Regions from separate parts of the Anas platyrhynchos genome. Here region 1 is linked to region 2. The links are chromatin contacts, called in public Hi-C maps. All regions are on one chromosome and are shown on one strand. The core of a region is the stretch at or near the end of the contact, and the rest is flanking DNA. Distances in the headings are between cores, read along the strand shown. Region 1 holds the start of PEX11A (peroxisomal biogenesis factor 11 alpha). Region 2 holds the start of MTHFS (methenyltetrahydrofolate synthetase).

Region 1 (3,186 bases), core at 341-2,840, 200 kb before region 2:
GGAGGTTTGTTTAGCACAGACAAGAGAATTATGGCTGTGCTGATAAACCAGCTGGCCTCTCTCCTGGAAATTACCATACTCCAGAGCTAATTGGCATAATAAAACAAATCTATGGTAACACATTAAATCAGCGTCCTTGCCGCACATGTTGAAACTGCTCCAGAATTGAGTAATTGATAAGTAGGTGTAAGATCAAGCCGAAAGCACACAGGACAACCACAGCAACAAACAGCACAACCCCAACAGGGTGACATGGAACAAAGTGATGCATACAGTTAGAGCACAAGAAAAGGAGAGACGGGGAAAAAAATTAGTAGAGTGTAAGTGCTAAAGAAAAGTCGTGTGAAGTAAAATGTAAGAAGCCACGTTGAAGGATGGTTCTTCAGAGGTGCTTTTCAGGGGATGGGGATCTTTAGTAGTAAGCCACCTTGCTGGGAGGACTGACAGGAGTGCAGTGAGGCAGCGGTGTGCCAAAACTCCTCGTTCTGTCCCAAAACAGGGCTGACAACTTCAACTCCTGCCTGTTAACTCACTGCTCCAGCCCTCCCTGCAGCAACTCATGGCAGAGGAGGCTGGAGGAGCGACAAATGCCTTTGTAGCCGTGCAGATCCTGCCAAGCCAAGGCAGGGTAAGGATGCTGACAGCTCCATGAGTCCACCAGAAGGGTTTTGTGTCCCCAGGAGGCGCTCGCCCCCGGGGACCCCGGCACTTACTCTTCCGTCCCGAGCTCATGCTGGCTTCCAGCTGCTTCAGCTTCAGCACCAGCTCCTCCTTCTCGGCCTGCCGCTGCAGCACATAGCCCAGCAGCATGCAGGTGTACTGCGTGGCTCTGCAAAACACCACAGACACACGGGCTGAGAGCACGGCGGGCACCCGGGGACCCCGGCACAAGGGCCGAGCACTCACCGTAGGAGCCTCTCGCGGCCCTGGCTGCGCTCGGTGAAGTCCACGAAGCGCTGCATGGCGCCGGGGCAGCCCCGCCGGCACCGGCACCGGCACCACAACGGCGGCCGCTCCCGCTCCGCCCCGCTCCGCCCCGCTCCGCCGCCGGAACCCCCCCGCTCCGGGCTCTGCTTCCCCGGCCGGGCCGCGGCGCTGCCGGCCCGTTGCCATGGCGACCGGCAACAGCAGGGCAGGTGCGGGGCGGTGTCACCGCGAAAAGCTTCCCCCCCCCCCTCCTCCCAGGTTGTTGTTTTTTTTTTCTTTTAATGCTTTTTCATAAATCTTATCCACCTCACTCCTAAACTTTGACTTTATTTATTTATTTTTTAATGTAAAATATCAGTGTCTTTGCCTCCGATATTCGCAGAGCGGAACAAAAACAAAGTAACAGAGGGGATGCAACAAGTAGAAATAAACAATACAGAGAAACTTTGCTCTGCCCACTCCCAAAGGAACCCTCTTCCCTCTTAACTATCATTAACCAGATTTTCTTTTTTTTCCCCTTTACCTCATGAAAGTAGATATTGTGCGATTCTTCGTTCTCCTGCACCTGCTGTGGTTACTGCACCGGTGCTGTGCTCTGCACTGCGAGAGGCAGCACGATGCCCGCGCGTGTCCGGAAGCATTCCCTGGAGATTCCTCCGCCATCTGAAGAGGACTGGCTGAAGGATGATGAGGAAGACTTCTTCCAGCAGGATCCCGAGCGAATACGCGATGTGTTGCCTCAGCCCTTCAGGATGGCCAACAAACTGGTGATGCTGGTTTTTGAAAATGCTATGGAAATCATCGAAAGAAGGGAGACGCTCCGAGAAGCACAAAAACTGAAGGGCCAGCCCACAAAATGCTTTCCTACAGCTGAATTCCAGGTACAGAGCCCCTTACACCAGGGACAGCAGCAATTACCTTGCCAGTTTCTCTAGTGAATATCCATTCAGTTGGCTTTACATCCTTCTGTTCATCACCTTCCTCAGAATCCACCACCATCTCCCCGATTCATTTCAAAAGGGCTGCAGTTTCTCAGCTTGTCCAACAGGTTCTGCTTGCCACCCATCTATCACATCTCTCTGAAAAGAAAGAAGCAGGTATTAAAGAGCATTAAATTCACCTTCTGCTTCCTTGGCTTGCTCCACCCTTGTTGAGCCCAGAAGGTAATTAGTCAGTAGCATACAAATGAGCAAGCTCAGCTTTGTGTAATAGTGAATATGCTGTGAGCAGGTTTTTCTTTTTATTTTATTGTTATTTTTATTTCTGAGAGAAATAAACTCTCTAATTCCTGACCAAGCAATCTCTGTGACAGAGATGTGACCTTCTTCCCCTGCTCTTCTGATGAAAGCTCATGCAAAAGCTTCTCCCTTGTAGAACAAATCAGCCTTTGCTACTGGTGAAAGGTTAGGAGATTATTGCTGGTGTGGCTGATGTATCCCCCTCATCTGTAGTGGTGGGGTGCACACATCTTTTCCTCTCTTGGTAGGTAACTGGAACAGCCAATTGCCTGTCAGTGTCTGGAAAATTCATCTTTGTTGGTCTGTCTGTGGGTCTGGCTGCCTTCAGGATGTACGACTGTAAGCAGGTCTGTGTTTGGGATGCAGTCAAGACAGAGATTTGTGTCATCCGCTCCTCGGACTTGGGGAACGAGCACCATGTCCTGCTCACTGTGGATGAAATGGGTAGGTGTGACATGGGTTTCCCTGACCTGGCTGGTGGATGGCTGGGCTCTGGAGCTGAAGAGTTGGTAGCTGCTTTATGGAAGAGTGCTAAATCAGGAGGAATGTGAGCGTGGCTGTTGTATTTCCTAGAAAGCCCTGCAAAGAGTGTTAGGTAACGGGTTGTAGGGTGATAGAGTGGCCCTAGGGCCTTGGGATTAGGAAAGGGTGTGGGTTTGGTGTCCTTGCTGGAACAGCAGAGGCAGATGCAGGGCTGAGGCTGAAGTGCAGTAAGTTTTAGACCAGATGGAAAGAAGCATTGCTAGGTGTGACCTCCTGCTTGTGCTTTGTTTCAGCACCTGTAATTGTACAGCCCTGTGGTGAATAAGTTTGTTTGTTGATTCGTCTGAAAGCTGTCATTTCTGGCGGAGGTGCTTTTCAGACTGTCTTATCCATCTCTGTGTACAATCAAGTGTTTGCTGGTAATGACATAAGGAAGCCACTGGAAGCAGTGGGATATTCTTCCTTGAGCCCAGAAAAAAACACAAAAACATAGTCCTGTCCACTCTCCTGCAGATATTGTAACAGCCCTCTCCCAAGA
Region 2 (2,912 bases), core at 329-2,828:
ATGCCATTGTGTCTGAAAAAAGCTCATGATTTTCAACTTGTGTCATAATATTAAAATGGCATGATATCATCAACTTATGTCATATTTCCCAATGCTTTCTTTTAAGGAAAATAAAGCTTTATATTTTGTATGTCCTCACCCACAGAGACAAGTGTCCTGTTGCTGAGTTTTATCGGCTGCAGTTAGACCAAGACTGAGAGCTCCATAAAGTTCTGTATATGGCCCGGGTGCTTATAAAGTTGGCAGAGGACTGTGACAGGATGTTATAAAAACTGTGATTTAAGTCTGTGGTATGAGATTATTAAAATATACTTGCATTGTAGTAGGATGTAATGCATATATATATATTTATATAATATATATTTTATATATATATTTGTATATATATAAAAGCAATGAAAAAAAGTTTATGTGAGTTCCAACTGAACCTATGACCTAAAGTGTCTGTGCTGCCATGTCACATTCATGAAGTGGCTACACATTAGTACTAAGCAAAGTTTATAAAAAGATTTAAGATCCTTTGGCAGGAAAATAACAATGTAAACATAGATCATCTAGAAGTACACTCTGGTGCTGCAAAAAAAAGGATGACTGTTCTATTACATGCAGTGACTGAAAAATAAAATTTTATTGTGTTTATTAAAATGACAAAATACATCTATATAAAAACTTTGCAATCCAAATGCGAACAGGACATTTCAAAAGAACACATTGGTACCACTCTGTGCTACGACACCAGTAAGGTAAAACCCCTCTCGATACCTTTTAAAGTATAAAAATCACATTAGAAATCATATTGCAGGGAAGAAATACCCCGAAGGACACGGAAGGGCAATTACAGCCAGTTAAGTGAAAGGCCAGGATGAGCCAGTCGCTAAGTTTTGACACGGGGCTGGCTGTAAAGCCAGGCCGACGCGAACATTTTAGGATAAGCAGCCACCCCACAGCCACGTGAAGCCCCCCCGCGCCGGGCTGCACCGCAGAGCACGTCCCCACTCCACCATGCCCCTCGCCCGCAGCAGCCACCCCAAAGCCCTGAAATCGCAGCCCCGTCCTCTTCCAGCGCCCTGCTCCGGCCTGATCACGGCCGGGGAGCGCAGCAGCCGCTTTAGGAAGGGGCACGGCAATGGCCAAGCCGCCCCCGCTGCTCCAGGAGGGATCCGAGGAGCTGGCGGCGGCCCCGAGTCCCCTCCTGGGCTCCCGGCGGGGCTCGGAAACCCCCCGGCGGGCTTCCCCGCGGAGAGCCGGGGCCGGGCCCGCTTCCTTCATCCTCCCCGCCCGCCCCCGGTGCTCCGCTCTTCCTGGAAGCCTCCGGGTGACGGCAGGGCCCCGGCTCGCACCCACCTTGCGGCTGAGCAGGCGGGATTGCCGCTGCTTCTCCGCCGTGCCCATTGCCCGCAGCCGCTGCCGCAGCTCGGCTCGCAGCGCCCGCTTGGCGGCCCGCAGCGCCGCCGCCATTTCGGGGACGCCGCCGCCGCCCTCCCGCGGCGGCTCCATGAGCCCCGGGGAACCGGGCAGCAGCGCCTCGGGGTAGCGTTGTGGAGCTGCTGGGCTCGGTTCCCTCGTGGCTTGCAGCCAGCTGAGGTCCCAGCACAGCCCCGCTGTCCGGGGAGGGGATTGTTGGGCACTGTGCCCCAGCCAGGGTCAGGGGAACGTGGGTGCTTCCATCCCTGCTTGGGGCAGCCACCTCCTCTGTCCCTCACAGCCATGGGGTCAGCGTTCCCTGCAGGGTGATCCCCAGCAAAAAGTCGTGGCTCTGAGGCCTGGTGTGCTCTGCCCACGGTCTCCACTCCACACCAAACACCTGTCAGGGTGAGCCCTGTGCCATGCAGAACCATTTTCAAGCTAGCATGGATTGCAAAGAATTTCCCCTTTCCTAATTTTGCTATAGAAAGGGAAATTACACTTCAGCAGGATATTTGACCACTGCCTGACAGATGGTTTCACATCCCTACAAGCTCTGGTGGTGGCTGGTGGGCCTGGAATGCAGGGGAGATTTTGTGCCCTGAGAGGAACTGAAAGCGCTGCGCTGGCACCGGCCCATGGCAGCCTCACGCCCCCTCACACCACGGGTGCTGGCTTGGTGATGGGGGCATCGAAATGGAGATGCTGAAATGTCTTTTGGTTTCTCCCTTGGTAGGAATTCGGGAACAGTCACTTTCATACATCCTCTCTAGGTGTTACTGGGAGACATCTCAATCTAATGGCTGTGTTTATTGACGCTACCAGCTATCCCACATGCGGCTTGTTGGCCACATCTTTTGCTCTGGAAAGAGTATTGTGTTCTCCAACATATTGCCTGGCAGCTGTGAAACAGCACTGCCCCAGAACCTGAGGCAATACATGTCAAACAGTGTCATACATAAACCCATGACGGTTAACAAAGTATATCTATAGTACTTTAGAAGACTTAGCTAGTAGCACTGCTGTTTTAAGACAAACTGTTTAGATTCTAGACAGTATATCGTAGAATCATAGAATCATTAAGGATGGAAAAAACCTTCAAGATCTGGTCCAACCATCCCCCTACCACCAATGTCACCTACTAACCCATGTCCCCAAGCACCATGTCCAACCTTTCCTTGAACACCCCCAGTGACGGTGACTCCACCACCTCCCTGGGCAACCTGTCCCAACGCCTGACTGCTCTTTCTGAGAAGAAATGTCTCATTACTCCAACCTAAACCTCCGCTGGCGCAACTTGAGGCCATTCCTTCTAGTTCTGTTGCTAGTTATCTTCAAGAAGAGGCTGACCACAGCTCCCCACACCTTCCTTTAAGGGAGTTGTAGAGAGCAATAAGGTCTCTCTGAGCCTTCTCTTCTCTAGCCTAAAAAAAAAAACAAGAGTTCCCTCAGCCGCTCCTCACAGGACTTGTGCTCCAGGCCCTTCAACAGCTTCGTAGCCCTTCTCT

The links. A called contact is a pair of places that touch in the nucleus more often than the background predicts.
Region 1: a Hi-C map of F1 follicle shows a contact between it and region 2, with 2.1 times the contacts expected there. The contact joins the promoter of PEX11A here to the promoter of MTHFS in region 2. A contact is called at or near these places in 5 of 8 Hi-C or Micro-C datasets (F1 follicle, liver, skeletal muscle and 1 more).

What each region holds. Positions count from the first base shown.
Region 1 is chr11:16,946,876-16,950,061 of IASCAAS_PekinDuck_T2T, reverse strand. It overlaps PEX11A (peroxisomal biogenesis factor 11 alpha), which reads right to left and starts at 1,590. Exons shown (of 3, transcript XM_072043595.1): 1 at 1,451-1,590; 2 at 714-829. The coding sequence starts at 1,590. It overlaps WDR93 (WD repeat domain 93), which reads left to right and starts at 1,545. Exons shown (of 15, transcript XM_072043593.1): 1 at 1,545-1,808; 2 at 2,414-2,609. The coding sequence starts at 1,545.
Region 2 is chr11:16,743,156-16,746,067 of IASCAAS_PekinDuck_T2T, reverse strand. It overlaps MTHFS (methenyltetrahydrofolate synthetase), which reads right to left and starts at 1,578. Exons shown (of 3, transcript XM_027466238.3): 1 at 1,345-1,578. The coding sequence starts at 1,497.